Regions from separate parts of the Mus musculus genome. Here region 1 is linked to region 2. A link is a contact called in public Hi-C data. All regions are on one chromosome and are shown on one strand. The core of a region is the stretch at or near the end of the contact, and the rest is flanking DNA. Distances in the headings are between cores, read along the strand shown.

What was found. A called contact is a pair of places that touch in the nucleus more often than the background predicts.
Region 1: a Hi-C map of nephron progenitors shows a contact between it and region 2, with 2.1 times the contacts expected there. The contact joins two enhancer-like sites. A contact is called at or near these places in 1 of 15 datasets of contacts at CTCF or cohesin (large pre-B cells), 3 of 484 Hi-C or Micro-C datasets (cortical neurons, nephron progenitors and stem cell-derived germline stem cell-like cells), 1 of 115 datasets of contacts at active chromatin or transcription factors (large pre-B cells) and 1 of 9 other capture datasets (embryonic stem cells).

What each region holds. Positions count from the first base shown.
Region 1 is chr7:129,828,054-129,832,162 of GRCm38.p6, forward strand. No RefSeq gene overlaps it. Among named protein-coding and RNA genes, the nearest start is that of Gm39095, 19 kb to the left of the region's middle. Within about 2 kb of position 1,973, at least 10 of the 459 cell types and tissues checked have an H3K27ac peak or open chromatin away from gene starts, as enhancers often do.
Region 2 is chr7:129,695,257-129,699,205 of GRCm38.p6, forward strand. It overlaps Gm33248 (a long non-coding RNA gene), which reads left to right. Exons shown (of 3, transcript XR_378521.3): 3 at 1-1,162. Among named protein-coding and RNA genes, the nearest start is that of Gm33248, 30 kb to the left of the region's middle. Within about 2 kb of position 1,510, at least 5 of the 459 cell types and tissues checked have an H3K27ac peak or open chromatin away from gene starts, as enhancers often do.

The DNA.
Region 1 (4,109 bases), core at 723-3,222, 130 kb after region 2:
TTTAAAGAACCAGGCCATACAAAGCATTTAACCTGCTGTCTGTACCATGATGCATCCCCCATGAATACATCATACATATACATACATCATTATCCTTGTCATGGCAACCATCATTTTCCCACTGAGACAATCTATGGGGAATCATTTTATGAGGACAGCATTTTCAATCTCATGCTGTCAGAATCAGGGTTACTATACCCCGGTCCTGATGTTGAATGTTTTTACAGGTCTTATCCAGACCCATTTTTACCTGAGTTGTGAAGCTATCTTTGCTGATGATTCTCAGGTTCTCCAGGGAAAGGGATAGGAAGTTTGGATGGTTTTCTTCTCCCTCCTTTCCCCTTCATTTTTGCTACCATGTTCTGTGACCTGCTGGTTGGCGTTTGGGCTTCTGGCTATTGAATTGACCCCAAAGGCAACAGTCCACAGAAGCCACGTAGGTGGAGGGAGAACCTGCAATCAGAGCACTTTATCACATGCTGCTTATGGTCTTATCAAGGGGTGATGGTGCTGTCTAGTTAGCTTTAACTGTCAACTTGACAGAACCTAGAGTCATCTGAGAGGAAAGCCTCAATAGGGATTGCCTAGATCAAGATGACCTGTGGGTATGTCTATTGGCCAAAGGGTGGGGGTGGCTTGATTGTTATTTGATGTAGGAAGGCCAAGCCCCTTGTGGTAAGTACACACACTCTATGTAATTGGTCCTGAACTGTAAGAAAGCTAGCTGAATATAAGCCATCCCAGAAGCAAGTTAGCAAGCATCATTCCCCATGGTTCCTGCTATAGTTGTTTGGCTGTGAAATGAGTTCCTTAGTTGGAGGTAATACTGCGTGGAACAGCAAGCCGACCTGCCTTCATGCTTGAGTGCCTGCCCTGACTTCCCTCCGTAACAGACTGTGACTTGGAAGTGTAAGCTAAAAAAACTCTTTTCCTCCCCAAAGTTGCTTTTGGTCAGAGTGTTTGACCACAGCAACCGGAATTAAACTAAAACAGATGGTATATACCCAAAATGGGGGGAAATGAGGAAAGAATAAAGATAAGTCAATATTGTACATACCAATAAGTCACTTGTAGAAAATTAAATACTGAGAACAAAAATGGGCATTGTGGATACTCCCTGTCTACTTAAGGCACCTAGATAGGGCCTCTCTGGTTACCAGAGATTGGTAGAAACCCAAAGTAAATGAAGCCATTTGCCCAGCAAATATTTTGGAGAAGGTGGTTCTGGGTAACAGTGTAAACACAGCAGCCTGCATGGGGAGGGGAGAAATATTGAGGGGCCCATGCTGAGGCCTGAGAGGTGATGGGAAGATGATGGGAAGTGATAGGGTTAGAGAGCTCATGTTGGCCCAAGACTAGAAAACAAATGTGATGGATCACGTGCTTTCAGGAAGAGGGGACACCTCCAGAGAGTAGTGGCCAGAACTCTAGCATTTGAGCCCAAAGAGTCTAGCTAGTGCCAAAACCTAGTTCTTCTACTACTGACTGCTCAGCCAGTTTTACCAATGACCTCTAGTCACCAACTGCCATGATCCCAGGACTTAAGACTCCTCACCTCAAATAAAGTTCCTTCCTCCGCTTCTCAGGGGTTGACTGACCCTGTTTGCTCCTCCAGCGCGCCCTGTCTTTTCCGGATGAAGTGCTATGTTTATGAATTGCTGAACCACATACTATGTGTCCAATCTTGCAACCGTTCATTAGGTTGCCTTTCCTTCCAAACATCTCACACACGTGGTTTATGTGTGTTGTGCCTTCTTACCCCCAAGCCATGCAGCTGCCTTTGCTATGTGATTTTTTTTTTTTGGTAGACTGTGCTGGTTTTAAGAAGTTCTGTCATGGGATAGTACATACAACTATTGTAAAAATGTCATTGATGCTCAGACAAGCACTTCCTGTACAGGTGGGGGTAGGGGGGCAAGTGTGTAAGAAGGTACTGGCCAGTTTTACTGTTTGGTTGTTGTGTTATTTCAAGCAGCCACTCCAAAGGCTATGTCAAGCGTGACTGTTAGTGGTTGAGAGCGAAAGCTCAGAGCTGCAGAGTCCAGGGGAGTAGGGCTTGGCACAGACCAATAGCAGGAGGTAAGGCTGGAGTCCACATGGAAGGCGCATTCAGCCATATCTATTGATAGATTGCATAGTGGCCCTAGGGAGAAATGATGAGTCCAGACTTAGCTCTGAGCAACGAGGTGCTGTGACAGCCACTTAGAGTAATGCATGAACGTGTGAGGTCCTTTACAGCTGGGACAAAAGATAGCCCAGAGGGGAGGAGCACTTGCTATGTAAGCATAAGGATGAGAACTGGAAATCAAATTGCCAGCACCCATATGAAAAGCTGGGTGTGGCTTTGTGGATCCTTGCAACCCCAGGACAATAGGAGGCAGAGACAGGAAGATCACTAGGGGTTACTGGCTATCAGCCTAGTTCTGGGTTCAGCGAGAGACCATGTTTCAGGGGACTAAGGGGAGAGTTATATAGCAAGATACTAGATATCCTTCTTGGCCTCTGCACCGCCATGCCTGTGTAACCATACACCACACATACACTGCACACAATCACACAGCCCAAACCGACCAACCAACCAAAACCCCAAACAACTATGCCAGAAGATGACAGGGAAGGAGGAGATTGTCTGGCTCAGTTTGTGAGTGCAGCCCATCACCCTAGGGAAAGCATGGCTGCAGGAGTCTGAGGCAGCTGGCTGCATGCAGTGCCTCTGCAGTCAGGAAGCAGATGGGGGAGGGGGGACAGAGAGAGAGGGGGGAGGGTGAGGGGGAGAGGGAGAGGGAGAGAAATGCTGGCATTCACTGCTTCTTTTTCTTTAGTCCAGGCCCCAGCATGAGATGGTGCCCACACTGTCAGTCTTCCCACTTCAAGAAGTATCATCAAGAAAATCCCTCCCAGACATGTCCAGTGTTTATTTTCATGATGATGCTAAATCCAATCCGATGTCCCATTCAGAGTGGCCTCCATTCTACTCCTTCTCCCTGAGAGATGACTGCTGACCACCCAAGGAGAAGCACCCGAGCAGTCGTTTGCTCTGCTCTTTTGTCCCTGTCCCCTGCCTTCTTCCCAGCAGCCGTCATGGTTCCCTGGCTAGACTAGAAGCACCATGAGAAATGAACCATATCTTGTTTGTCCTTTGTCCTCAGAAGACAATAGTAAATGCTCAGTAAATACTTCCTGCCTAGACATGGTGGTACAGGCTCTTTGAGAGGCTGATGTAAAGTCACAAGTTCAAGGCTTACTAGGGCTACAGAGTGGATTCAAGGCCCACCTAGACAACTTACCAAAGCCCTGTCTCAAAATAAAACATACTAAAAGCTGGAGACATTATTCAGTGGCAGACTGCTTGCCTAGTATGCATGAGGCCCTGGGTTGAGGCCTCAGGATTACCAGAATACAGACATGAATAAGTGATCCTAAAGTGAGGAAATTAGTGACTAAAGATGGAGGCACCATCTCTCTTCTCCAGTCCACTATCCAGAATGGCTGCATTCTGGGCTGGAGGGATTGCTCAGTGGTTAAGGGCACTTACTGCTCTACCAGAGAACTGTTGTTTAATCTCAGTCCCTAAATTGAATGATTCATAAACATTTTTAACTCCAGTTCTAGAGAATATGATACCTGCTCTGCTCCTGGCCTTTGTGGAGAAAACACACACACACATAAAGTTTTAGGAAAAAGAAAAGAAAAGGATGGCTATGCTCCATCTGTGGCTGGATCATCAACAATCAGAAGACTGTGAGTGGAAAAAGAGCTAGCATTCCCCACCAGGCCACCACTGACATTTTGGATAAAAGCCCTGTTTTTGTTTTGTTTTGTTTTGTTTTGTTTTGTTTTGTTTTGTTTTGTTTTGTTTTTTGAGGACCCTTGGCATCCTAGAGTCCAGATGCCAGGGTTAATTATTCACTCCTAGTGCCTATGAGGACCAGACCAAACCCTCCATTCCAGCCTCTCACTCTGATGGCTTCCACCATCGCTGTGAAAGCACACCGCAAGTCTGAAAAAGACACGCAGTCAACCATGAACGTGGGGCTCCGTGTGTAAGTTTTACTAATGCCCGTGTCTAGGAAGATTGGCTAAAGCTGATCCTGATGATACACAGACTC
Region 2 (3,949 bases), core at 260-2,759:
CAGAATCACTTAATTAAGTTAATTGATATGGGATGATTCAGTCCACTGTGGGCGTCATCATCCCCTAGGCAGAGGGTTTTGAATGTATAGGAACGGAGAAATCGAGCTGGGCACAGGTAAGCAAGCAGGATGGATACAATCATTTCTCTCTGTTCTTGGCTTTTGCTGTGGCTATGATACACGTGGCTATTAAATGTTCCTGCTTGATATTCCCACAGCGGTTCACTATACCTATAACTTGTAACTGTAATTGTAATCTAAAACAAGACTTTTCTTCCCCTAAGTTGCTTTTTGTCAGGGCATATTATCACAGCATAAATGAAACCTGACAAACATACAAAACATAACACAGGGGTCTTAAGAAAGCTACGTTCCTCCCTTCTACTGTTAATGCCTTCAATAATAACCTTTCACAAGGCTTTACCTCCTAAAGGTTTTGCATCCTTAATCCCATCATGCTAGGGACTACACTGCTACTGTGAAGAACTATGTAAAACACCCTCAAATAGTAACATAACTATGATATTGGTCTTATAGATATATTTGCATTAAGGAATCAGGGTAAATGCATGCTTTGTTTGGCTTACTGTTTCAGTAAAGTGATGAAGAGAATCTAATAAGACACCTGACCTTTAGGGTAACACGTATCGTTGTATGGTGGACTGATCAGAGAACTGAAATTATGTATCAGTGTGAGAAAAGGTTAAGAGCGCTTTTTCTAGACAAACGAGTGTGTTCCCAGTACACGGCCTCCCATTCCACTCTGTCTGTGAAGATGGAGCCAAGCAATCTTCCTAGGCTGCCCATTTGTTGAGATTAAACACATTCATTCCTAATGTGACTCCCTCTTTCTAGCAGAAGAGCAGTCAAGCATTTAGTGGCTGCCTGCTTTTGTTGCACCATGCAGTCTCTCTGATGGTGAATTTTGAAAGAAACAGGAAGTACTATATTATGGAGGTATATGAAATTTAAAATTGGAGTTATTTTTTGGTAATTGTGTGTTATGATCTTTTCTATTGCTCCAATCATAATAAACTTAGGACCACATTTGTGAATTTTATTTTATTTTTTATTGTTTTATTGACTCTGTGATTTTGACATTTATACCTCAATGCCACTCATCTCCCCTGTCTCTTAATGTCCTCCCTCCCAAAAAAGAAAATTTTTAAAAAATAAACAAAACAAAGCATAGAGAACATCTCATCATGGAAGCTGTATTGTGTCATAGTGTGTCTCACAGTGTATCCCTCTGTCCGCACAACTTCACTTGCAAATGTTCGTTAAAATGAGTCATTGGTCTGGTTCCAGGCCTCTGGCTTCTGTGCCACCATCAATACTGGATCCTCACTGGGACTCCTCTCAGTTATCCTGTTGTTGCCCTGTGTCATAGAGATCCTGCAGCTTTGGGGTTGCAGGACTGGCCCTTTCACACGCTCCAGTAGTTCGCAGATGATGTAGATTATGGGGTGAGCTGACTCAAAGCCCTCCACCTGGGCCTGGGTGGTAGCTGAGTGGGTCTGCCTGCGAGCTCTCCCACACCCATGCCATTGCTGGAGCTCTCTAGTACTGCCCGAGCTAGCTCACCCAATGCTGCAGCCTTCAGGGGCAGGGCTAACTCTCCTGCTATCCTGCCCTCAGGGATGGCTCACCAGCCCCAAGCCACCAGAGCCAGTTCTACTGTGCCTCCCAGTCTCAGTGCAGGACCCACTCTCCCAAGTGCTGTAGTTGATGAGGGGCTAGAACAGTTCTCTTGCATTCACACCCTTGGGGCTGGCTCACCAGTGCCTTCACCATCAGGGCCAGTTCTACAGTGCTGCCCAGGTGAGGTACAGGCCACTCTCACAAAGGCTGCAGTTGGTGAGGGGTAGGGACAGTGCTCCAGAATGCTACCTCCATTGAGGGGCAGGGTCAGCCCTGCACAGCTCTTTGACAGGCAGTAGCCCAGACCAGGGATGGCCACATGATATTTAGTGGTAATATAAGTTATGGACATTGACACAGATCAAGACGTTGCCCTCAGGGGCAGCATAGGCTAGGACCTCACCATGGCTTCAGGTGGCACATCAGGCTGTTCCTCTATGCATCTTCAGTTCTACATCTCTTCCTAATGCTCAAACTGCTCAACATTTCTGTCTGCTATCTGTCCACTACATACTCGCATTGTCACGGCTCCCACAGTGGACAGGTAATGTGGTTGGTGAGTATCTGGCTCTCCTCCCTCTGCTCATGCTGTGTGGTGTGGCTATGGCAGGGCTCTGTGTATCTACAGCCCACCTGTGTGGTGTGGCAGCAGGTTGGCCTCTTGGTGTCCTCATCTTACCAGGGCTGCAGCATGAAGTGGAGCCAGATGGGTCTCTAGACATCTTCCCCCTTTTGGCACTGTGGCAGGCAGGTCTCTGGATGCCCTCTTCTGCCCATGGCTGGCATGAACTTCATTTTTGAGGAGATTGCTGCCTTTGACCCTTTTGCTCTGTAGTTGTCTCTGCAGCTTACAAGGTTTTACTATAAAGATAAAGTGTATCTGTCCTCCACCATAGATCAGGGGTTGGGAATGCTAATATCTTCTGGAGCAATCTCATATCCACAGAAGGTATGGGGGACATTAGCTTGGACTTGTGGAGTGTTGGCACTGTTGCCCAGACACATGCCTGAGCCGAACCTGCTACCCTTCTCCATACTCACTTCCAGCACTAAGGGCATACCCCTCTCCTGCAGTGCTTGCTTTAAGGCCTAGAGAATTTCTTCTAGAGGATGTTAGAGGTTTTTAGAAAAGATAAAGAGAGCTCAAGATGCTTGGTCTAAAGGATACTCTCTTAGGGTTCCCATTGCTGTAAAGAGACTCCATGACTCTTATAAAGGACAACATTTAATTGGGACTGGTTTACAGGTTCAGAGGTTCAGTCCATTATTATCTAGGGGTGGGGGTGGTGCATAGCAGTACCCAGGCAGACATGGTGTTGGAGGAGCTGAGAGTTCTACATCTTGTTCTGAATGCAACGAGGAGAAGACTAGTAGACTTCTAGGTAGCTAGGAGGAAGATCCCATTACTTACCCCTACAGTGACACAGTTCCTCCAACAAGGCCACATCTCCTAATAGTGCCACTCCCTGGGCCAAGTATATTCAAACCACCACAGATGCCAGAGACCAGTGCTTTTCAACCTTCCTAATGCTGAAGCCCTTTAATACAGTTCTTCACTTTGTGATGAGCCCCAACCATAAGATTATTTTCATTGCTACTTCATAGGTCACATTATGCTACTATTATAAATCATAATGTAAATATGTGTTTTCTAATGGCCTTGAGCAACCCCTGTGTCAGGGTTGTTTGACCCAAAGGGGCCACAACCCACAGGTTGAGAAACACTGCCACAGACGGTTTCTACCACTTTTACTGTCTTAGGCACCATGGGCTTCTCCAAGTTGGATGATAAAATACTCAGTTAGGTCTCTCTAGAAATCACTGGAAGCATGAGTCTTTTGTGAGTCAGGAGTCTACAGTGAGCTCATTGGCTTTGATCTCAGTGACTTTAGAAGTAGGAACAGGTCTGACAGCTATCGGGCATCTGGGACCTCCAGGTACTCAGTGCGGTCCTGTCTATTCCTCACAGAAACCCGAGCGTCGACTCGGGTACTCATGCTGGTATGCAGGCCAGGAGTGTAGGGTTCAGATAGACCCACAGTTTACTGAGGTCCTTCAGCAATAAGTGGAGATAGAGGGTTCAAACCTACTACACCTTCAGCCCCACAGAGTTGCTGAGCTGATGGTCAAACCCTCTCAGATGTTGCACCTCTCATTGTAGAATGTCTTTATGTATTAGACACCTTAGTTTACAGAAACCACTCCTTTAGGTAACAAGAAACACTACCAAAAAAGAGAAAAAAATAAAGAGGATTTAAGAAAAAAAATCAAGTTATTAAGAAGTCCAAATAAGAGTGTGCCAGGATAG